2 separate regions of the Capra hircus genome follow, and region 2 is linked to region 1. The links are chromatin contacts, called in public Hi-C maps. All regions are on one chromosome and are shown on one strand. Each heading gives the region's core, a stretch centred on a gene start, on an enhancer-like site or on the middle of the called end of the contact. The rest is flanking DNA. Distances are from core to core; before and after follow the strand shown.

Region 1 (5,070 bases), core at 1,328-3,827:
ACCTGGAGCTGTGCCTTAGGCCGTGGACTCTTGGTTAGCTTTGACTTACCTCGAGAACTTGAAACAGTTTCTCTGTCACCTGAGGCAAGAACTCACTTGTCTGGGTTTACTGTTTCCTTGCCCCAGAGGGAGACAAGGGGCTGAAGGCTGAGCAGGCGTCACTTGGCTCTCTGTGTCCCACCACCATAGGCCAGCTGCCCATGCTGTCCTTTGATTTGACTCATGGAGGATACAGGGCTGGCCAGGACACCACTCTGCCTCTGGGAGCTCACCAGAGAGCTGCATTGAAGGAGCAATGTATTTTCAGTGGCAGTTTCATAGTTGGTTAAATGTAAAGAGAAATTTGATAAATGGAAAACTGAAGGAAAGGTATGTGTGGTGTAATAAATATTTGGGTTTTGTCACCAGTTCCCCTAAAAGCCTTAGAATTTTGACTGATAAGGGTGTCTTTTGTTGTTCATAATGATTTCCTTTTGATTCCAACTGGGTTGATATTGAGGTGAGTTAAGGTTGGACCCCTCAATAGCCTTAGGATGGGATAGAACACCAGAAAGATTATACAGTGGGGAATTATTTTCACTTTTTATTTTGTATTGGAGTATAGCTGATTAGCAAACAGTATGATAGTTTCACGTGAACAGTGAAGGGACTCATCCATACATATACATGTACCCATTCTCCCCTAAACACTTCTCCCATCTAACCTGCCACATAACACTGAGCAGAATTCTATGTGCTATACAGTAGGGCCTTGTTGGTTATCCATTTTAAATACAGCAGTGTGTACCTATTCACCCCAAACTCACTCTCTATCCCTTCCCCCATCCCCACCCCTCCACCCTGGCAACCATAAGCTGGTTCATGAAGTCTGTATGTTTCTGATTTCTAAGTAAGTTTATTCATATCATTTTTTTAAGATTCTACATATGAGGGATGTCATATTTCTCCTTTGTGTGAATTTCTTCACTCAGTATGACTAGGTCCATCCATGTTTTTGCAAATGGCATTATTTCATTTATTTTAATGAGAAATACTCCATTGTGTACATGTATCACATCTTTATCCGTTCCTCTGTCAATGGACATTTAGGTAGCATCCATGTCTTGACTGTTGTAAACAGTGCTGCAGTGAACACTGGGGTGTGTATTTCCTTTCAGATCATGTTTTTCCCTGGACATATGCCCAGGTGGGATTGCAGGACCATTTTAGTGTTTTAGTAACCTCCATACTGTTCTCCATAGTGGCTATACCAACTTACATAGTGGGAATTTTGAGCCTCACCAGTGACCTGGGAGGGGAGAAGAGGCTGGACATTGAGGGCTGCAGAAACTCTTGGTTCAGAGGTTCAGAGAGTTGCTGGGTTGCTGAATACATCAAAGTGCTGGGAGGATCACATGGCCCGCGATGGCTTGGGAATACTGCAGCCCTCCCGCCATTCCTTGCCCTACGCATCTCTTTTATTTGGCTGTTAGTGAGTTGCATCCTTTACAGTAAATCAGTACATGTAAGTGAAGTGTTTTCTTGAGTTCTGTGAGCACTTCCAGCAAATTAGTGAACATGAGAGGGTTTTGTGGAAACTAGTGAACTTGTAGTTGACCAGGCAGAAGTGTAGGTGGTCTGGGCACCACATTTGCAACTGGATCTGAGATGGGACAGCCTTGTGGGACTGAGCCCTTTAACTTGTGGCATCTGATGCTAACTCCCCAGGTAGTTAGTGTCAGAACCAGATTGAATTACTGGACGCCCAGTTGATGTTGGAGAATTGGAGAAGCATGATGTCATAAAGTATTACACAACACACAAGGCTGAAGGAAAAACTGTAAAAATAACAGCTGAATAAAAAGTGTGGGTGTTTTGTACAGAGATGGGAGTGTGCATTGTCAATGGGGCTCAGGTGGAGGAGAGTTTTGAGATCTGTGGAAAGCAACTGGAACTCCCCCTGTAGGCAATTTGTAGGGTGAGGATGGGCCATGACCAAAACTCGGTTTGGAGAGAGTGACTGGTAACATGATGGCAAATGTGTCTCTCGTTGGCAATGTGAGCTTCTCCAAGGCACTACATCTCTCAAATGTATTGTCAGTGACAGTGAAATAGAGATAGTCTCAACCCACCATGGATGGTTTAATGAACTGACGTTTCTGAAAACGTCTTACAAACTGAAGTTATTCAAGTGTTTTGATTTCATTTCCGTGAACATATATGGATCAATAAACACCTTAATTCAGCCTTGCACTTGGGCCCTGGGAGTTCATCCCTGGATTAAGTGGCAATTGAAAGGAAGAATGGGCCAGAAGCTTCTGCCAGATACGACTACCAGATGGTGGCACCTGAGCTCAGCCTGGCTTGCGTACTTCCATTTGCCCTACCGTCCCCTCCATGTTTGCTGCTGGTGGATCCTGCTGCTTTTTTCCCAGTTCTCAAAGGCTCTTTTCTCCAGACTTAACATATGGTTGGAATTTGTCAAGCAGCCTTTGTGAGCTGGCAAGGCTGTGGGCTTGCCTCCAGCTTCCTGCTTTTTAAGTGAGTGGCTTTCATGGCAGCCCCAGACACTAGAAGACGACACGTGTTACTCTGACACAGGCTGTGGGGCCCATTCACCACTTCCTGCCCACATCAGCAGCTGCTCTTTATCTGAGCAGTGTGCCTCCACTGGCCCTGGAGAGAAAAACTGTGTCACACAAGTACATCTGGGACCTCCTGCTGCCTCCTCAGGTCAATGGCTTGAGTCCAAAGCCTGTGGGTTTGGTTTCAAGTCCGCCCCGGAGAGTTCATGCCAGGGCCCTGTTTGGGGTGACTCCTTGCGAGAGGGTGGTGCCTCCACTTGACTGCAGTGGGGAGCACTTGTGAGCCTGCCCATCTTAGGTTCTTCACCCACCGGCATGTGATGTATGGTGCTGGAAGCTAGAACCCCAGGACAGCCCTGCACCCTCCCATTTGCCCTCCTGACCCCCCCATTTGGCTGCAGCAGACATAAACCCGCTTGCCCGCTTTGGTGCAGATGGAGTGGGCCAAGTAAAAGATTCGGCCCATGCGGTTCCCACTTCCCTCTTGTCCTCACTTTTTTGACACAGCCATGGGTAAAGAAACATTTCATTAACATTTCTTAGTACTCAATGCCAAAAGAATGGTGCAAGGACACTGGGAAGTGTGGTGTGACAAGCTCTAGGGGTGAAGGACTGCAGTGAGCTGGATCAGGAACATCATGTGATCTGGACCTGCCACGTGGAAATGAGGACCCAGGTGACCAAGCTTCAGTGTTTTTCAAGAGAAGTTGGGCATCTAGATTTTAATGCAGCATCTTCAATTTAAAAATACTGGCAACCAATTCAAGTTTATAAAACAAGACTAGGTAGACTGGTTATAGCCTGGGGCTTAGTAGTTCGTACCTGTGCACCAAGAGAGTGGTCTACTTTGCTCCACAATAGGCTTCTACGGTTCACCAAGGCCAAGACAGGCCCTGGCAAGAGAGGGAGGTTGGAGGAGCTGGTGAGAGCAAGCACTTGGTTCTGGTCTGGGTGGGCCCCGTGCTCTCCTGGGGCCCAGCTCAGCTCAGCTTGCTGTTTCCTCTGGTCAGTGGCTCTGCCTGACTCCTCCTTACTTCCAGGGAGGGAAAGCCTTCATGATTTATGAGCTGATGCAGAGCAGGAAAGCGCTCACATTATCTCACCTCTCTGCTCACAGAGCCTGAGGTCAACTCTCTTGAGCCTTGGCACCCAGGACCAGAATGGCAGTTCCTTTCTAGGGTCTAGAATAAGCCCTTCTCCTCCTCTCCCTCCAAATGACATCCCCCAATTCCTGGTGGCTCAGACAGTAAAGAATATTCCTATAAGATGCGAGACCCAGGTTTGAGACCTGGGTTGGGAAGATTCCTGGAGGAAATGACAACCCACTCCAGTATTCTTACCTGGAAAATCCCATGGACAGAGGACAGAGAGGGCTACAGTCCATGGGGTCCCAAAGAGTTGGACATGACTGAGCGACTAACACTTTCAAGAATCCTGGAGCCTGGAGTCTAGACTGTGAGCCGCAAAGATGCCCTCCACCTGTTGTAATGATGCTCCACATCCTGGCTCAGACAGTGTGCTGGCCTTCATTGGGGGCAGGGGGGAGTTAGAGGGGTCCAAGTAGGAGGTAAAAACTTCCAGAATGAACACCCAGAACCATATTTTAGTCATCTGACCAGCACAGAATAGGTCTAGTAAAGAGCACTGGACCAATAATGTGCCATCTTATCGCAGATGTTAAAAATGCTCACAGCATCACCCTGCAATAGCGGCACGTTCACCTCTTCCTGAAATATCTCTGTTCCCTGACAGTGGATGCCCACTGAGAGGCTAGAAATTCACAGCAAGAATTTCCTGCCAGCCTGTAGCTGCTGCCCCAGCCCCTGCCTCCCCGCCTGAAGCCCACACACACCTGCAGACACCAGCTGGCAGACTCTCAACACAGTGCAAGCTGCCTGTCCAGGTCAAGGTTGACCCAGAGCATGCTGCCCTCAAGTGGGTACAGGGGTGCCAAGTCCAGAGCAAGGATCCCTGTGTTCTGTTCGCACCCTCGTTCTACACTGACAGGGGTGACACATCAACTTTTGACTGCAATTCCCAGAGAGCTTGGGCCCCTGCCTGTCTCGGTGCAGAGTCCCAGCCCATGACCCCTCTGCTCTCTCTCATGACATCACACTCAGGCCTTCCTGGAAAACCGTTTTAATCAGTGTACACAGGCAGCGAAGAGGGAGTGCAGAAGCTAAACTGGCTGGGCTGTCTTCAGGATGCCAGGTCTCCCTCCTGGCTCTAAGCAGAATTAGCAGCAATTCTAAGAGGCCCCCAGGCCTCCAACAGCAAAGCCAGAGAAAAGTCACCCCCAGAAAGCCAGTAGGAGAGGCCGCAGGCTGAGTGCTCAGCAGACGAGCGTGGTGGATGAGGGGTGTATGGACTCATCCAGAGCTCTCAGAGGCTCCATCCAGCAAGGCCTCTGGCTGGGGCTATATTTAAGGCTGGGTCAGACAGATGGGAGCCGCAGAGAGATGAAAGGTATGGCTGGTGAGCCCCAGGGGAAGGACAAAGGCACTGG
Region 2 (5,070 bases), core at 735-3,234, 61 kb after region 1:
TCCTCCCAGATGGGCTGTCTCTATCATCTTCTCCCATCTCTGCACCCCTATAGGTCACCCCAAATCTCCCACACCCCTTCCTCAGGAAGCCCTTCCCCTCTTCCTGCCATTTAACCTTTCCTTGGCCCAGAGCTTTTCGAAGGCTGGGTGAAGGTAACATCCAGCCCTCCTGCCTGGTCCCTTAAGACATCAGGGAAGGATTTCCCTGGTGGTCCAGTGGTTAAGAATTTGCCTTGCAATGCAGGGGACATGGGTTCGATCCCTGGGCAGAGAACCAGGATCCCAGATGCCTCGGGGCAACTAAGTATGAGAACTTCAGTAAAGACCCAGTGCAGCAAAAAAAAAAAAAAAAAAAGATAGGGAAAACACTAGAATCTCAGGCTGTCTCAGCTAGTCACTCTGTATTTGGGTACTTAGCGATGGTCAAGCCCACACGCCTCATTGTGGGTCAGAGTGCAGAGTGAGTGTGTGCTGATGTGCATACGTTGGTGTAAGTCATATGGATGTGTCTCTGAGGCAGCATGGACAGACCTGGGCTGGAATCCCTACTCAGCCTCCAATCAGCGCCCTGCCTAGCCGATTGGAATCAGCCAGGAATCTGCACAGTTCCCAGGAGCAGTTTCAGACCCCTGCCTGGCTTGCTGAGTCATCTCCTTCTCCACCTACCTCATTCCTTCCACTCCAGCCATTTGTCCTTTTCTCTACTCCTTGAACAAACCAACTTTTTCCTGCCCCAGGGCCTTCGCTTTGGCTGTTCCATCTGTCTGGAACTTCTTCAGGCTCCTCCTCCTCCAGGTTGCAGGTCAAGTATCACTTCCTCAGAGAGGCCCTCCTTGAGCACTCTGGAAGCACGGTGCCCCACCCCAGTCCCTGAGGTCTGCATGCATGCATGTTCAGTTGTGTCTGACTCTGTGACCCCCTGGACTGCAGTCCGCCAGGCTTCTCTGTCCGTGGGATTTCTCAAGCAAAAATACTGGAGTGGATTGCCGTTTCCGTCTCCAGGGTATCTTCCTAACCCTGGGATTGGACCCGCATCTGCTGTGTCTCTTGCATTGGCAGGCAGTTTCTTTACCACTGAGCAACCTGGGAAGCCCTTTCTAAACCATAACTCCGTCTTATTTTATTCATAGTACTTGTCAAGGTTTGAAATGATCTCTGTGAATCAAATTGCTGTTGCCTGTCCCTCCTGCCCTCACTGGAAGGAAGAAACCCTGAGGGCAGAGGTGCTGCCTCTCCGTGTCTAGAACACGGAGCACCTTCTACGTATCCAATTAATAACTGTTGAATGAATGAATGCAAAGTGCTCGGCACATGCCTGACATATAATAAAAGCTCAAAATTGTATGATTATATAAAGGCTAGGGGCCAATATGATTATATATGAAAAATAAGCAACTTTGCTCAGCAGTGCTTACAGTGAGTCCCGCGTGATGTTATGTCTTGGGAGAAACAGAGATATGAGACCCAGTGGATGCTGTTGAGGAATAGGTGATATAGCTGGGAAGACAAGGACTGAGGAAAAATAATTGTCATGTATTGAGATCATGATGCTTTGAGTTATTCGAACAGCAAGATTGGAAGTGGTTATTATCAATCCAGTTTTTAGATTAGAAGCTGAAGGCCATGCCTAAGGTTGCCTGGCTGGTCAGGGTATCTCCAAAGCACTTAGCACAGTGCCTGTGCCCAGAGTGGGGACTCAGTGGCCACAGTGCCATTTACACACCTGTTTGGGCCTCCCTAGAATGTTTCCAGTGCTTGGGATGCGGGGCACATGCCTGGGCACACCCCTTGCACACAGGACTAGGAAGGTGACTTTGGGTTGCATGTGTTCCTCATAACTCTTGGGGCTCCTGGTGGAGAGGTGGGCGTTGAGAGCACCGGGGGCCTCTCTGCTGGGAGGTCTTTAGCCCTGGGGTCCAGCGTGTGGGCTGATAGGAAGGAGCAGCTTCGATGTAGGGCAGGGCAGGGGCAGGTGGGGGCTGGAAGAGGAAGGAGGAGGCTGCACTGGTGTTCACAGGCATTGGCAGATACCAGGCTGTGAGCGCATGTGCGCACACACACACACACACACACACACACACACACATTGTAGCATGCTGAGGATTGCTCACACTGTCTGAGCCACTTTGTGGGTCAAAGGTCCTCCCAGGCCTCCAGCCTGACTGGTCTCCCTGGAGCTCTCAGCTCTCAGCAGGACTGTGTCCATCCTGTTCACCGAGCATCCCCAGGCCCAGCCCCGGGCCAGCCCAGGGGAGACGCTCAAGGCTTGTAGAGAAGATAAATTCACTCCCTTCCTCTTTCCATCATTAACGTATTACCCCTTCCTTCACTCACCATTCACTCAGGGCCTCCAGGATGGGGCTGCCCTGCTCTCTCCCTCCCTCACACAGCCTGCATCCTCAAAGTGCCCTTTCGATTCCAGGTCCTGGCAGCTCTTCTGCCAAACCCGGTCCTGGACACTCCCCGGATGCACACCCAGTGGACAGCCTGGTTTCCTCCCTCCTTGTCCCTGCCCTGATCATATGTCCTGGGCCAGATACTTATGAAACCTTGTGAGTTCTTCCATCAGCAGGCTCCTGATGGCCTGATGCCCAGGGCCTGGCTTTGAATCATGTGCTCTGGGGCTTGGTGAGGCTGAGACAGGAAGTTTGAAGCCCTCAGTTGATGCCAACCCAAGCTGAGACTTGGAGCGGAACCAGTCAATGGTCCCATCAACACACACACCCACGGAGCACACCTGTGAACGGACACGTGAGGATGTGGCTGGGAACAACAGGTGATATGTTCAAGGTCATAGAGGATGTCAGCGTGGGAACCATGAACACAGTCGTGCAGAGTGTTCACTCATGAACACATCTGCACAACAGAAGAGAGAGACTCCACTTCCTAATATCACAGGACCAGAGCTTCAGTATCACCTATTTAGTAGCCGTGTGACCCTGGGAAGGACATTTCACTTCTCTGAGCCTTATCTTTACTTACTTACACACTGTAGATAGTCAATACATGTGGCAGCCAAAAAAAAAAAAAAAATCAATAGTAACGTAAGTGCAAATACACACTGTGTCGGTATGTCTACAGAATGTCATCACTCCCCCACTGGAGTACACGTGAATATATATTGGTGTACACCCACTCATGTAACATGCTTATCAGAAGGCTTGTGTATGGTCCCATCAATATGCGTATGGATATATGTGTCTGTGAAGTCATTTTTTTTCTAACAGTGCACACCATCCCTGGGGTGGTTTTCCAGAGGATTTTCTCAGCATCTGCCACTGCAGGAATTGGTGTTTATTTGGGTAGACCCATATATGTTTGCCTTTGTCTGTGTGGACCTGTGAGGGATTCTGAGTACAAACCTATCCCTTATTAGGCCGATTAGCTGGTAGAATCTGTGCTGATTGGGTTATTTCTACAGTTATAGATGCCAGTGTTATGGAACATTCTAGAGCTGGGCTGTGTGGGTTCTGATCTCATCTGTGTGAACTTGGGCAGGATGCTTCAACTCTCTGGGCCAGTTTTCTTTTTTGGGAGTTGGAAATCATGGCAACTACCTTATGGATGTCTGAGGGCCAGAAGAGTTAGATAATGAGAAGTGGTGAGCACACAGTCCGCTGCAGACAAGCGCGGTGTGTGCTTCTCCCTCAGTCTCCCCGAGTCTGTCCTCTGTGATGCCACATTGCCCCGTCCTTCAGTGACAGCAATGGCTCTGCTGTCTGCCTACAAAGCTGTCCTGTCCTCTAAACTGTGAAGCCTTGGAGGGCAGGACCTTGCCTGAGTTATCTCCAATTAGAACCTGTGCATTGCCAGCTAATTCTGAACCACAGATTTCTGTTCTTCCTCGACAATAACTGGCATTTATTTAATATTAGGCATTTCTGGGTGTCAGGCATGGCTGAAAACTCACGTCTTCAAACAGTCTCAAGGGATTGGTATCCTTGTTGTTCCTATTTCAGAGACAAAGAAACTGAGAGGTTAAGAAACGCCCAGGCTCACACAGAGACTTGAACCCCAGTAGACTGCCTCACTCTCAGCCCGCTCTCATTTGGGATGAAGAGTTTGGGGCATGAATGTTGCTGAATTCCTGGCTCCTGGACTCCTCAGCAGGCTCTCACTCCACCTCTGCTAATACCTCCCCACCCATGTGAATATCCTTTGTTTCTCTCTCACACCCTAGGGCATCTCAGCTCCCTGCCCTGGCACAGCGCCCCTAGAGGCAGACGGTATCTCCAGGTCACCCCTTCTTTGATCCAGTAAGGGGTGAGGTGGAGGAGCTCCCTTGAATCTGGACTTGAGAAATAAACACACACATGCCCCCCACCACCCCAGCAGGAATAAGGGAGGAGGTGCAAGCCCGCAGGAGGGAGGGACAGCCTCTGGGTGGTGATGTGTTTGGTGTTTGGGCTTTGGACGCTGCCCATTAGCCTCCCTGCCTCTCCCAGGTCTTCCCATCTCAGAGATAAGAGGGCACGTAGGCTGGTGGGAAGAGATGGGAATACCAAACCACCTGACCTGCCTCTTGAGAAATCTGTATGCAGGTCAGGAAGCAACAGTTACAGCTGGACATGGAACAACAGACTGGTTCCAAATAGGGAAAGGAGTACATCAAGGCTGTATATTGTCACCCCGCTTATTTAACTTAGATGCAGAGTATATCATAAGAAACACTGGGCTGGATGAAGCACAAGCTGGAATCAAGATTTCCAGGAGAAATATCAGTAACCTCAGATATGCATATGACACCACCCTGATGGCAGAAAGAGAAGAAGAGCTAAAGAGCCTCTTGATGAAAGTGAAAGAGAAGAGTGAAAAAGTTGGCTTAAAGCTCAACATTCAGAAAATGAAGATCATGGCATCTGGTCCCATCACTTCATGGCAAATAGATGGGGAAACAGTGGAAACAGTGACAAACTTTATTTTGGGGGGCTCCAAAATCACTGTAGATGATGACTGAAGCCATGAAATTAAAAAACACATTCCTTGGAAGAAAAGTTATGACCAACCTAGACAGCATATTAAGAAGCAGAGACATTACTTTACCAACAAAGGTCCATCTAGTCAAGGCTA

What was found. A called contact is a pair of places that touch in the nucleus more often than the background predicts.
Region 2: a Hi-C map of blood shows a contact between it and region 1, with 2.4 times the contacts expected there. The contact joins two enhancer-like sites. A contact is called at or near these places in 2 of 5 Hi-C or Micro-C datasets (blood and liver).

What each region holds. Positions count from the first base shown.
Region 1 is chr13:59,914,189-59,919,258 of ARS1.2, forward strand. It overlaps RBCK1 (ranBP-type and C3HC4-type zinc finger-containing protein 1), which reads right to left. Exons shown (of 13, transcript XM_018057665.1): 13 at 4,687-5,070. Among named protein-coding and RNA genes, the nearest start is that of RBCK1, 20 kb to the right of the region's middle. Within about 2 kb of position 2,578, at least 3 of the 5 cell types and tissues checked have an H3K27ac peak or open chromatin away from gene starts, as enhancers often do.
Region 2 is chr13:59,976,202-59,981,271 of ARS1.2, forward strand. No RefSeq gene overlaps it. Among named protein-coding and RNA genes, the nearest start is that of NRSN2, 15 kb to the right of the region's middle. Within about 2 kb of position 1,985, at least 1 of the 5 cell types and tissues checked has an H3K27ac peak or open chromatin away from gene starts, as enhancers often do.